Linked DNA regions of Mus musculus: regions 2 and 3 are each linked to region 1. The links are chromatin contacts, called in public Hi-C maps. All regions are on one chromosome and are shown on one strand. The core of a region is the stretch at or near the end of the contact, and the rest is flanking DNA. Distances in the headings are between cores, read along the strand shown. Region 1 holds the start of Chrdl2 (chordin-like 2). Region 2 overlaps Pold3 (polymerase (DNA-directed), delta 3, accessory subunit). Region 3 overlaps Xrra1 (X-ray radiation resistance associated 1).

Region 1 (4,498 bases), core at 1,590-4,089:
CTCCAGTTCCCATAACACACACACCCTTGAGGGTTGATGTCTGACTTAGAGACTGACCCTTTCTTGGAAGTAACATTAGATAAGAGAAGAGACTCATGAAGCTTGTTAGGCAGTTTGTAAGGACACGGTGCAGAGAGGAGCAAGTACCAGAGAAGGTCCTGGAGATGAGTTGGGAATGTGGCCACTTCTGGGTCACAGAGGGGATGCATGACCAGGGTGGAACCACACAGATGTGACTCCACCTGGAACTGGGATCAGCACCAGTCAGAAATGAGGCCAGAGCCTCCAGCCTCAGGTGGAACTGGGGATCAGTCAGTGGTGAGTGTCAGACAGTTAGGGCTCAGTGTGGCTTAGCTTGGACTCAGTATGGATCTGCAGGTGGAAGTAGAGCCAGAGAGAATAAATAACCTTTGCCGACCGAGCATCCTTGGACTTCAGGTAAGGAGTATGCCAAAACCCCGGCTCACTTGCCCTAGACATACTTAACGGTGTGGCTGGCTTGGACCTAAGAACACCCATCTGTTGGCACCATTTGTAAAAGCACTTTGGATGTCACCAGGGGACTTCTTACACACCACAGGCTTGAGATCTCTCTTACCCTAAGACAAGAGCTTTCATGCAAGACCTTAAAATAGGATACCAGCAGGAGACTTGCAAAATTCTTAGACCTACAGCACCAATCATCATTAGGTTCAGAGATACGGGATGTGTCCCAATTCCCACGGCCAACAAATGACGGGACCTGGGTTAGGATCTAGGTCTCTGTTCCTTCCTTTGTGGCCTTGTAGCAGACCCTCCTTCAGATGAACTGTGAAAGGAGATAATCCGATAGTAGACACAGAAGAGAAAGCTCTTTCAGCCATGACACCACCAGGATCTTAATGCTCCTCCCAGAATGCCAGGCCACCTCGCTTTAGTGATAGTCATTTTCTTGAGTGTCTGGGGTTCTGTATTTATGGGGGAGGTAGCCAACTGAAGAACCTAGTGACAGAAACAGACAGGAAGGCTCTTGGAGGCACAGAGGAGGGGAGGTCAGAAAGGGAGCTGGTCACCAGGTAGAATTTTCTGGAAGAGGTGTCTGAATTGTTGAAGGTGGTCATGGTGGGCAGACGGGGGCTTTGAGTACTTCTGAGCCATCATCAGAGTGGTTCACCCAGGGCAATGGTATTGGAAAGGAAGCTGCAGGGCCAGGGTCAAGTCCAGGGCAGGCATGGCAGTCCTCTGAGACTAAGTCTCCTTCAGTGGACAGCAGGCAGGCTAGGAGGAAACTCTCAGGGCTTAAGGAAGGAGGGGGTATTTACTGAATATTTGACAGTATGCATCTGAAAGCATCACTCCCTTTAGTCCTCCCCCACATCCTTAGACCTTGGTTAGTAGCTCTTGTTTGCCGATGAAGAAACTGAAGTTCACAGAAGTTTGAAAAATGACTCAGGTGTAAGAGGCAGTCAGGAATTGAAGCCAAGTCTGAGCTCTCTGTGTTGTCTTATGAGACATGAGGGTGTCCATAATTCTCATGCCACTGACAGGCTAGGGGACGTCAGACAGACATGCAACATTTCCATTCCCAGAAGCAGGACAGAATCTAGCCTCACTAGCTCCACAAAGCCAGTAGCCAGTCAGAAGCAGAGCTGGCAGGTGGAGCCAAGCCTGGAAAAGGTTGTCAGCTAGGGGGTGGGGACCTGGGTCTTCAAGTTTGGTGGCCTGGAGCAAACTACTGTCCTTGTTGGGCTCTGTTTCTTTATTGGGGAGGTTCAGAAGGAGTCACCAGCATAAGGAGGGGCAGTTAGGAAACAGAGGCTGTGGTCCTGCATAACCTACTGTTTGAAGTGGAAACTCTGGGGGCTTAGGCAGCTGATACACTTTGATGAGGCCACCTTGTAGCATCTCTATACAAGCTGCTCTGCCTGCTCCCTGTCATTTAATACATTTAACGGCTTTAAGAGGCTCCTATTTTATAGATTAGAAAAGAGATGGTGAGGTGCCCTCCGTGTCTGACCCATCAGCTGGCACACAGTGAGGCTGGGAAGATGAAGAACCTCATCTTTTTTCACCACGCCCCGATGCCTTCCAGTCTCACAGCCCCACATCGGGGTGTCTCCCAGACGCTGTAAAGGCAGGATTTGGAATTAGACTCTTGGCTTTGGATAGCTTACCAGCTTCGGAAACTTTCTTCTCTTTGCCCTGCCGATTTTACTCATCAATTAAATGTAATGATGACACCTCATGGAGTGTTGTGAGTATCAAAAGCGATAATGGACTCCACTTTGTTCATCTTTCAGCCCAGGAGCTCATCAGCCTTTCCGTCTTTCACACTCAACACATCAGGCTGCTGGGAGTAAAGTCCCTTCCCACAATGCACACTGCTCTTCCCCCAGCAGCACCCCAGAAAGAAACTCTGCCAAACTTTTCTCCCCCCAAGACTCACCAGCCCACACTGGTCATGGAGCAACATCTACCCCTGCTATGCAGGTGCTGCCTGGATAAATGCAAGCGTTAAGGGGTCCCCAGGTCCTAACTAACATCTTCCAGCAAAGTACATCCCACTGGTTCGCATCCCTCCCCTGCCTGCCCAGACTTTGCCTGGTTTCTACTTACGGGATAGTGCTTGCGAGTCCAACGGGAGCCAGAACATCACGAGTCCCAGCAAAGAGGGGATGATCCTCACCCCGGGAACCATCCTTCCTTGTCCCAAGGTCAGACAACCCCGGGATGAGCCGGGAGAAAGTGAGATAAGGACACAAGTAAGTCCTCAGAGGACCAAGTAGGACCGCTGCTTGAGGAGTCGGAAAAGCAAAGATGAAGAGGAGCCAAGGACAGGAGAGGTCTAAGGTGAGGATGAGAGGACGGTGGGGAGGGGACGAGGAGAAGAGAGAGAGAGAGAGAGAGAGAGAGAGAGAGAGAGAGAGAGAGAGAGAGAGAGAGAGAGAGAGAGAGAGAGAAATTAGTTGGGGAAATGAAGAAAAAGGCTATGGCAGAGAGGGAGAAGGTGCTAGCTAGAGAACCGGGATCTGCGGGGTGCGGTCACCGGGGTGCAGTGTCCCTGTGGCGCTGGCTGGCGGCGGCGCGGCGGCGCGGGGTCCGGCGCGGGTCTGGGGCGCGGTGGGGCGACAAGACCCTCGGTGGCGGCGCGGGGGAGGTTGAGCGCTGCCGCTGTGCACGCCTCGGGCGCCAGACGCCGCGCTCGGGCGCATTTGTACTTTGCCGCGGGAAGCCTGCAGCCCTGGGCCGCCCTAATGCTGGCGCCTCCTCTGAGGCACCGCGAGCTCGTGGATTGGCCACGAGAAACAAGCCCATTTCTCCCCCTCCCCTTTAGTGCAGGGCTGGGAACCTTCGCTCCAGGCAAGGCGCCGAGTGGAGACGAGGGGGCTGGGGAGGGGGAAGGGGGCCACAGACGCCCCGGGTTTTAACCCCTGGCTCCCCGCGGTACGCAGCCTGCAAGGGGAACCAACCCAGTTAGATTTCAGATGAAACTGAGTGGGGAAGGTCATAGTACGGGTCTGGGAATCTCAGGATTGGGTATTTGGTGGGGGAGTGCAGAGACACTTGCCATTTTGAACACAGTCTGTGTGCTTGCACATAGCGCCTAGGAGAAAGGTTTTCTCTCCAGCACTAAGATAATGATTTGAGTTACTTTAAAAGTCTTCAATATCGTCCTGCAAATGTCGCAAAGGATTAAATAAGATTTGGAACATCAAAGCACTTCAACTTTGGAGGAAAGCCATTTCAGGTACCTGGAATCTCCCATTGGCAGGTGGTGGTCCTAGGCATCATCCCCAGATGAGAGGTAGCTTTGCTATGGAGTCACTGCTGCTACCACTTACCAAGCAGCCCAGGATGAACTCTTTCTACAGGCGAGGCCCCACTGCTCTGCATGCGCCAGTGACAGCCAGGGTCAGAGCTTTGTCCTTTCACCAGAAGGTGAGCACGCTGATCCAGAACCCCAGCAGCCTGGGCAGGCTGTTGCTCCAGACCTCATGTTAGGTGAGCTCCTGAACTAATAGGACCCTAAGAAAAGAACAAGCTCTGTCCACCCCAGAGCACACAGGCTCTGCAATGAGAGGGCAGACTCAAGGTGCTGGCGCCATCCACAGCTTGCTGGGCCACTGTGGGCAAACACAGTCGTCCTGGCTTTGGACCTTGATTCCTGAGCATCTCTTACACAGCTACCAGTGTCTCAGACCAGGACAGGTGTAAGGATGGAGAAGTGGCAGGCCACACCCCATTCCAGGTTATCTGACTGGCAGGGTTAAGGCTGCACTCCTCACGCCAAGTGAGCAGTGGGAGGAACCAGTGACCAAGAAAGCCCCTACTCAGGGCTCTCAGAGTGAAGACAAACATGAGCTCCTTCCAGTCCTCCTCTGACTTAGGTTCTCCTTGTCAAAGCTCTCCTCCACTCCACCCTCCTGGATACAGTGTTTGCTAAGAAGTAATCTCCCCCCCCCCCCCCGTCTCTGCTAATGTGTGCTCTGTACCTGTCTTGATGTCTAAGGTTGCCAAA
Region 2 (4,505 bases), core at 1,576-4,075, 74 kb before region 1:
AAGCTAAAACTAAAATCTTCTGTAATTCCCGATCTCCGTTGATGTAGTGAGTGACTCAGCTCCAGGCTAGGCCAGTGTGCATCGTCCAGTCCTTTCATCTCATCCGCTCCCTCTCACTTCCCTCAGACTGAGATGTGCTGATGAATCCAGCCTCACCAGAAATGACTTAAAGTCACATGGTGGCCAATGACAGAGCTGGCATGTTGCTAGCACAGGGTATGCATATACTCATGTGTGGTTTCTTTCTTCCAGATTTCCTATACTTATTACCCAGAGAGTGGAACCTGTACAGCGAGATGAAAGATTAAAATAAGAATGCTTTCTATGCACCAGATAACTTACCTCAAGGAAATACAGAGTCCAGAAATGTCAGTTTCCTGTCCTGGGAAGGAAGGGAGAACTTAGCACACATTTCTACACAGATGTTGCTCCTCTGTTTTGTCAAGTTCTTCATTTGTCCAGCAGCACAGGCTCCCCAGGAGGGGACAGGGGGCTGACTTTTATAACTTTCAGTCACCTTCCATTCTGGCTGGGCAGGAGGTGAGCCCTGTCCGTGTTGTGTGGCAGTGGCTTTGCACACTGAGCTGTAGTGAGGGAACCCAGACTCCACTGCTGGTGTGAACCCAGGGGAGATGAGGGATGTCTGCTCCAACCCTCCGCTGAGGGCTGGCTTGTGTCATGTAATCAGTTGCCTACTGTTGGAGGTTGGGGTTGGGGCTGACTTGGGATTTACACATCTGCTTTAGCAACCAAGCCTGGGCTACCTGGAGACCAGCAGCTTGGGAGATGAGTCCTGGTCTCCTGTCGAGAACTGGAGGGCAGATGCTTGTCCATCAAGCTGAGTAAAGGTTGGTGTACTCCAAAACTGTTTTTTCTAACGTGGAAAAGAGTGGAATGCCTGGACTTAAGCTTACAGGAAAGCTCTGGAGAATTCCCTATTTTCAGTGGTTATTTTTGTCATTGCCTCTAGTGATTTTTGTAAATGGGAATGGAAAAGTACAAGGCAACCATCCAGTCTTTAAAAAATTTGATTATGGTGGGATTTCTAATAAAACCAAATTTGAATTGGAGCTCTGGTGCGAGTTGGAGTTGTATCTTTCAAGGGAGAATGCAAACCTGATTTCTGTGTGCAACGTGTATGCCACCTGGATTCTGGGCTGCCTGCAAAGCTAAGCAGACGTTGAGTGGTGGCCTTTCTCTCCAATCTATGCAGTGCTCAGCCAGGTTACCGATGAGTTAAATTCAAGAAGCTGTTTTGAAGCAGAGCTTTAAACTGAATGTCTGATGGGTCTGTCACTTGACAGCCCGGCGGCAGGAGTACAGTTATCCAAATGCTGACCAGGAACAGGCTGGTTTTCAGTTATGTTGTTAAAAGCACATACCCACGATCTGAAATGTTTGCTATCTTCATCTTTTCAGTCCTGTGGGAAATCTTAGCTTTAGCCAACCTTACTTTTCAGTTCATTAGGAGGAAAATCTAGCCCTGATCTTGCATTCTGTATTGGTTTGGCTTCATCCCTTGCTGGCTGGGTGATGTTGGGCAAATTTTTCTCTCAGGAGCCTTAACAAAGTCAAACTAAAATGAGCCACTCGGTGTGGAGTCGTACTGGTGTCTGTAGCCTGAATGTGGTTCACAGTGACAGGCACTCAGTGCTGCTGCTTTCCAGATGGTAGATGCAGGCAGCTACCAGCTCCTTGAAATGCTACCCAGCACATGACCCAAATGGAGGCCTCCTGGCTTTACACCTGATCAAAAGGGGAAGATGGCCATCCTGTCTTAATGACAGGCTTTAAACAGTAGAACTTTCTTTTTATTGAAAGAAATGCTTATAGATAGCAGTATTTACTATTCATTAAAACATTTATTGCATGTAACATGCCAGGCATCTGACCAGAACACATGAGGATACAATAGAAACTAGAATGTGTTTCTTGTCTTCAGGATCCAGTGGACATGCATCTATAAATTGGAATTTCAGGGCAGTGAGTGCAGCAGTACATAAGTCAGGTCTTTCAGTGCTTTCAAGAGGGTGGGTCTCAAGGTGAGCTGGAGGGAGAACCACACAGTCCTTTGAAGGACATGTATGATTTTACCAAGAACGGAGAATGAGGACGTCCCAGGCAAAGAACATGGTTTTGGGTGTGAAAGGATAGATTGTAGAACTAAGGTTTGGTATCTTTTGAGTGTGTGTGCATTGTGTGTGTTCCTGGTGCCCTGGAGTTCAGAAGGCATCTCAGCCATCGTGTGGGTTCCGGGAATGGGACCCTAGCCCTCTGTAAGAGCAGCAAGTGCTCTTAACCACTGAGCCATGTCTCCAGCTCCCAGATCGTAGAATTTTAAAATGGGGAAATACATTGAGATGTGACGTTGGGGTACTGCTAAGTAGTTTGGAATTTGCCCATAGATAATGGAGACCAACTGAAAAACGTTGAGAGGGTTTTTGTTTGGTTTTTGTTTGTTTTAATTCCATTAGAAGTCAGTTCTCATGACTCTGTGATGTTCCATGTGACAGCACGTCCTGTGCTCCTGGATACTGTGAGAGCATATCTGTCAGGAAGTGCATACTGCATCTGAAGTCTAGTAGTGGGAAAGTGCTAATGAGATTAGAGACTGTCAGAGCTAAAGCTGGTTCATTCCTGCGGCTGCCTAAAACTGTGCATTGTTCCCCAGGCGCTCTACTCCAGCTTGCATTTCTGTAGCAGAATCGGTTTTTGAGAGCTGATAGTTCCTTGACACCCTCAGTGGTAGGGACCTCTACTTAGCTTGAACCACAAGGAGTGGGATGGGGGCAGGACAGGTTCTCCCCGCTTTACTCCTTTAAGAAGATGGTGCTTGTACAGAGAGCAGAAGAGAAGAGCCTTATAAGGAAACAAATCGTTTCTTGAGGACAGGGTAGAACTAGCGTCTAATAACGGATCTGCCAGAAATGCACTCAGTGTCAAGACTCGTTTTAGTAAACTTGTCTCTCTTTTCATTGGTTCTGGGATCTCAGAATGCTGTATAATGCAGCTTTTACCACCATGAAACCTTCAGGGGCTGCCTCGTTTTGTTGGGAGAAGGGAGTGTTGCTTTCTGAGTTATTACCCGGAGGCTCTGTAAATTAGCCCATGCTGTCACCGTGCCCTCTCTGAAGGGTACATTGTACCCAAATAACTGCATTTAGGACCGGCTCTTGCCACTCCCTGCTGCATGACACTTCTCCCCTCTTGTGTCTCTGTCCAGTTTTGTGTGTGTGTGTGTGTGTGTGTGTGTGTGTTCTTAAGTGTGGGCCACCCACAGATGACCACCCAGGCTCCTTAGCGAGAAGCTTGGTAAGGCTTCTGGTCTAATTTTCCATTGGATCAGAACCCACCGTAACTCCAGAATTGCCCTTCCATTTCAAGCCTAAGCTGCCACACTCCCCTCCTTTATTTTTCTCCCTCACCCTTGCCAGGCTCCTCATTCCTTGAGGCCTCCCCTTGGCTCTCACCACCTTCTTTTTTAAGGCTCAGAGTTCTCTGTGGCTAGCCCTTCTTCAGCTTTTCCTTCGGTCTCCTGGGCTTTCTCAAGGTTCTTCTTCCATGCGGCTTGCCTTTCCCTGGACTGCGCTTGAAGGATGGAAAAACCACCTTGTCTGATGTCTGCTTTGGATCCTTCCTTCACATGCAAAGCCTCAAGCTGTTGGATGATCGTCACCTTAGTCCCAGACAAGAGACTGGCATTTGTAAGAGCCTGTAAGTTACCATGTTGGAGACAAGTCACATACACACTAGTTTATAACAACAATGTTCAACAATGACAATGCTTAGATGAGTGTCAGGAAACCCCTGGGGAACGGTTAGCATTGCGTGGGTTCTCTCAGCTGTGGGTTCTCTTCATTCACCATTTATACACTGTGGTCCAAGTAAGAAAAGTACAAGTGGGAGTCTTTAACATAGCTCCTGTCCACGCCGAGACTGGAGAGTTGCAGACAAGTTTGAAGCAAATAACTAGGAATATTTCAAGTCAGTTTGTACAGTGGTTCTCTGTAGGTTCGCCTTGATTATGTAGAGTCCCAACAGTTTAGACACACTGGATAGCAGGGTTCTCTGATGGAAGTGTAAGCTTGAAGCAGAAGGGCCTCTGTTCAGCATTGACTGTAGGCCAGGTTCTGCCCCCTGACTTCAGCGTCTTCACTTAAAATGCAAACCATTAGTAAGATAATGTGTGGGCAATACCTTATAGTTTGACACATGAAACTAGGAGAAAAGAGTTCATTTTAAGCACCTTCTATGTGCCAAGCACTGCTGCATGCATTGTTAACAACCCTGAGATGAGTTATCCCAGGCTGGCCTCAGACTCACTGCAGCCAACAGTGCCCTTAAACTCCTGATCCACTCTACTTCCTGAGTGATGGGACTGTGGTTATAGATCATCACACCCTGTTTGTGTGGTACTGAGATGGAATCCAGGGCTTTGTACGTACTAGGCATACACGCTACTGAACTATGTCTCTAGTCCACTGGCACTTTTATTCCTGCTTTGC
Region 3 (4,195 bases), core at 757-3,256, 89 kb after region 1:
TCTAGGTGCGGGGCCCTCTGATTGCAAAGGTGCTGGTTGCCTCTTCTGCTAACCTTACAGTGAGAACCTCTACCACTGGCCTCGGCAAACTGTGGTTCCAGTTGCTATCTGGACTGGAATTGGTTGGGCCAGGAACCAGGCTGTCTTCCACTTTACCCACTGTACCATGGGATTCTGAGCTAATTCAGGATGTGAACACAATCTGCTCCTCCATCTGCCAGTTCTCTCTCCTAGCCCAACTTCCAAATTGCTCACCAGCATCTTGGGTAACTAGAGACAGTTGGGAAGGTTGGAGGACACAAACTGAAGCTAAAAGTTACCAGTGAGCCCAGCTTGGAGTGTGCAGAGGCAGGAGGATCAGGAGTCTAGCACCATCCTTGGCTACAGAGTTGGAGGCCATCTTGGGCTACATGAGACCCTGTCTAAAACAAAGCATGAGCTGCCATGTCTGTTGACCAAGTGTTACTAGAGTAGCGGCAAAATTGGGGTACTACATAGTGGCTTCCTTCTGGGGGTCCAGTTGTAACATCTTATTATATATATGGAAAAGGAGGCCCATGCTTGAACTCTGCTCTCTATGAAAGCAGCTTAGGAGGTGGGAAGCCAAAGTAAGGAATTCAGAATGATGAGGAGAGGTACCCAGCCTATCGAAGCAAGAGGTGCTTGGCCCAGATCAGTGTGCCATTATTGGGCTGCCATGGGGGTACAGAGAGCAGAGCCAGAAGTGGGGAACTCCAGTAGATATACTCCACAGTCCCTTGTAGCAACACCATTAACAGTGCCAAAGAGAGGCAAGAAGCTAGGTTGGAACAGGGTTTTTTTGGTGGAGGTAGGTCCATCCGAGAGAATGTGTGGCACGAGCACACCTGGCTGAAGGGAACCTGCTGGGTCGACGATGTCAGAGTCAGGAAGGATTCTCCTAGCAGTAAAGGAAAGATGAGTGCTCTGGAACTCCAGAAAGACCAGTCAAGTCAACAAATGCCCTGAGTGTGGCTACTGCTGCGGGTCACTGTGTTACCTGTTTCTGTTCAGACATCTGTGAATGGGCTAACTGTACCCTTTGTCACCTAGGGTGACCTGTGTAGTGACAGTACATCACATGTATGTCTGGGAATGATCACAGCTTAGTATAAGCTTAACTGGCTACTTGCATAAGTCTGCGAAGTTGGGTTCAATAATATGCAAATGGTTGGAATTGGAAGGGGGGGGGGATCTGTCTTGCTGAGGATCAAGAAGCCTTGTGCTTCCTGGGCCCTGGGTACTGCAGGTCAGCTGCCTCCTTAGGTCCCACCCAGCATAGTCCTGGTGGACTTCTCCAGACCCTCCTGGGCCAGATGCTGTCTACAGGGCACACACCAAGAATGCAGCAGCCCCAGTCGGCTTTGGCCAGATTGTTTCTTTACTGGATTATAGGACACTGGGGAACCAAACCTTCCCTTCTACCAGCAATGGTCTCAAAAGGAACCATTCTGTGTTCTTTCACCCTCACAATGGAAAAAGCTTCCTCACAGGAAAACTGTCCCCTGGCCTCTACAGCCCCCACCTCCCCACCCTGCCTCTTGCTGGCTACTTGCTGCTGCTTAGGCACTTAGGGAAGCTGTCCTGATTGGCTCAGGTGGGGTACTCACAGCCCTCTTGGGATGCAGGAATCAGCAGAGATTTTTCTTTAGTGACACTGCCACTGTGGCCCTGGCCTGACCTCCAAGGAGGATACTTGGCACACATTGTATTGCTCTACACCACTCTTTATTGCTGCTGGGCCAGCCACCAGGTGCAGCCTGGCCGGGCTCCGAGGCAAGGTCCTGCTGTGCTCCCCATACTGACCACGGAGCGAAATGGAGCCCAAGCCCCCTCTGTTCAGGGCTGGGCACAGTCCAGGGCGCAGAGCCCTTGGGGAGGGCGGTGTGCAGCTCTACTCTTTCGAGTCGCTGGCCGTGGGCTCCTGGCAGAACTCGTCCATGAACTCGAGGAAGCGGCCCAACTTGGGCTGGCCGGCGCTCAGCGCACGGCGGGTAGGCGGCCTTGGCGGCGGGCTGGCAGCGAACACAGTCCGCAGCGAGCTGCGTACCAGCTGCCGGTAGCGTGCGCGGAACTCCTTGAGCAGCCTCTTGGCCTCTCGGTATTGCTTCTGGTTCACTAGGCGCTGCTGTGCGCGCCGCTGCAACACAGTGCCTACAGGAATGAGAAAGGACAGCGCCAGGATCGCCCGGTTTCCCTGGCCCAGAGATGCAGAAAGTATTTCGGTGTGTAGAAGCAGTCCAGCCCCGACAGTAGGAAGTCATGTCTTACAAGATCCGAAGGTGCTGATGACGTGGAAACCTCTGCCTGCATGCTACAGCCCACTGCAGGTAGACGCTCAGAAATTCCCATTTCCCACAGCCCTCCCTGCTCACCATGCTCCCTTCTAGCTTTGCACCCGCCCTCCTTGCTAAACTTGCGCCGGATGGGACAGCTGGCACCATACCCAGTGGAGCCTCAGTAACATTCCGAGGGTCCCGCATGCGAATGAGGATATCATCCAGCAGCTGCGCTCGGGTCTTCCGTGGGGGTAGAATCGGTATCCTCCCGGCCTGGCACAAGGCAAGGAAGAGGTCTGTCACTTCATACAGTCATAGTGACAGGCAGGGGGCAGTAGGGAGCGCTGGGAAACTGGCCTCAGGGTCCCAAAGTAACCACTGGGTCTGTACTACCTGCGGAGTCCTCGGAGCTCAGGAACAGTCAGTGGTTGAAGTGCTTACCCTCTTCTCCTTGGGAACGTAGGGTTTCTGGAAAGTGTCCAGCCTGGGCTTGGAGGAGCGGCAGATGAGCGGCTGCTTCAGCATTCGATGCAGGGCCTGTGCGTTCTTCTGGATGCCTAGAGGATGCAGCAACAGGTGTCATCCCTGACCCAGATCAGCACTTGGACAAGGACTTTAACGCCCAAGAAAGCAGTTCCCAGGGCTCCCTCGTTTGCTCCCTTGCCTAGACCTCCACCATTCGTTGAGTGAAATGTCCCCATGAGCTCAGAGTCTAATGTGAAGAGACTTTTGGCCTCACAGTGATCCCTTAAAGGCAGTCACATGGAAAGGGGCTGACTCTCAGGAAAGCCGCTCCTTGGCAGGCTAATTTGGAGGCACAGATACTGGGGCACATCAGAGGAAATTGAATCAAAGCTGAGATGGCACTGTCTCTGCTGCCCCAAACCAGGTGGGATGGGTTTGCGATGGTCTACCGGTCCTTAACGGGCTGTGAGAGCTCAGGAGCCTGCTTGCTTTGCTTGGTTATTAGCCCTTTTCTGCAAGTAAATTTTACACCCAGGCTAATCCAGCTAGTCTTTGAAAAAGCCACGACCTCCAATGCCATGACAGTTCAGCAAAGGACATCGATGCTGCCATGCCCTAAGAATCCCCTGACAGAGAGCAGGGCCTGGTGGCACATGCCTTTAATGCCAGCATTTAATCCCATACCCTTTGGCTCCAAAAACGCAGGGTCAGGCTTGACTGTGAGCAGCTCTTCATAGCCGTCATACTTGTTGTGCAGAGAGGTAGCCGTCTGCTTCCTCCGAGTCCTCTTTGTCTCTCTGGGTGCTGTTGATGGTCTCCTTTGGTCATTCACTGCCTCCAAATTTTCCCTGTGGGCGGTGGAGGATGGCAGCTCATTCACCTGTGCCAGGAAGAAAATACACTCTTTTGTTCCCTGCCATATCCCAGCCAGCAGTGCTGAGCCCTGACACAGATAAAGCTGAGGCACGAAGGACGCAGACAGGAGACTAGATAATGAGTGGGAATAGGAAGGAGTGTGGCCAATCTGGGCACTCTCAGAGGAGGCCCAAAACCAGCCAGAAAACTCCATAGGAAGTGATGACTTAGTCTGGACCAAGTCCCAGGGACACAGGAGAGCTGTCCCCAAACAAGGCAGAGAGAGAGGGCTGGACTGCAAGCAATCAAGGAAGGATTACAACAGCAGGAGCCAGGGAGTGACATTAGGGCACACTTAAAGAGACAAGTGGGTGGCCAGAGGAAGGACCTTCCAGTGCCACACTGAGGGTATTTGCTTGGCATTCTTTACTCTTGCTCTGAGGTACACCAGAGACATTTTAGCCTGCCCAAATGGCTTTATTCATTATGGGAAACCCTGTTTCATGTAGGGACATTCTGGGGCCCTACCAACTCTTCCCAGCCTTACAGAGGTTAAGCAATCCCCATGTGAAAGACCT

What was found. A called contact is a pair of places that touch in the nucleus more often than the background predicts.
Region 2: a Hi-C map of uterus shows a contact between it and region 1, with 5 times the contacts expected there. The contact joins the enhancer-like site here to the promoter of Chrdl2 in region 1. A contact is called at or near these places in 16 of 39 promoter capture datasets (the 3T3-L1 cell line, the C10 cell line, the HPC-7 cell line and 12 more), 18 of 484 Hi-C or Micro-C datasets (the AtT-20 cell line, the C10 cell line, the G1E-ER4 cell line and 13 more), 5 of 115 datasets of contacts at active chromatin or transcription factors (PVALB interneurons, bone marrow-derived dendritic cells, embryonic stem cells and 2 more) and 4 of 9 other capture datasets (adipose tissue, liver, macrophages and 1 more).
Region 3: a contact with region 1 is called in a Hi-C map of bone marrow-derived macrophages, with 55 read pairs. The contact joins the enhancer-like site here to the promoter of Chrdl2 in region 1. A contact is called at or near these places in 8 of 39 promoter capture datasets (the C10 cell line, the HPC-7 cell line, HPC-7-derived erythroid cells and 4 more), 1 of 15 datasets of contacts at CTCF or cohesin (large pre-B cells), 29 of 484 Hi-C or Micro-C datasets (B cells, the Ba/F3 cell line, the C2C12 cell line and 20 more), 9 of 115 datasets of contacts at active chromatin or transcription factors (the 230-238 cell line, bone marrow-derived dendritic cells, bone marrow-derived macrophages and 3 more) and 4 of 9 other capture datasets (adipose tissue, liver, macrophages and 1 more).

What each region holds. Positions count from the first base shown.
Region 1 is chr7:100,004,745-100,009,242 of GRCm38.p6, reverse strand. It overlaps Chrdl2 (chordin-like 2), which reads right to left and starts at 2,839. Exons shown (of 11, transcript NM_133709.3): 1 at 2,596-2,839. The coding sequence starts at 2,677.
Region 2 is chr7:100,078,676-100,083,180 of GRCm38.p6, reverse strand. Pold3 (polymerase (DNA-directed), delta 3, accessory subunit) reads left to right here. Exons shown (of 12, transcript NM_133692.2): 12 at 1-1,068. Among named protein-coding and RNA genes, the nearest start is that of Pold3, 41 kb to the left of the region's middle. Within about 2 kb of position 2,825, at least 5 of the 459 cell types and tissues checked have an H3K27ac peak or open chromatin away from gene starts, as enhancers often do. A contact at or near this core is called in the N1E-115 cell line and uterus, where this site is marked.
Region 3 is chr7:99,915,357-99,919,551 of GRCm38.p6, reverse strand. Xrra1 (X-ray radiation resistance associated 1) reads right to left here. Exons shown (of 19, transcript NM_001164258.1): 16 at 3,447-3,642; 17 at 2,739-2,854; 18 at 2,465-2,570; 19 at 1,728-2,172. The coding sequence ends at 1,913. Among named protein-coding and RNA genes, the nearest start is that of Gm38405, 11 kb to the right of the region's middle. Within about 2 kb of position 2,006, at least 69 of the 459 cell types and tissues checked have an H3K27ac peak or open chromatin away from gene starts, as enhancers often do. A contact at or near this core is called in Th1 cells, bone marrow-derived macrophages, double positive thymocytes and 1 more, where this site is marked.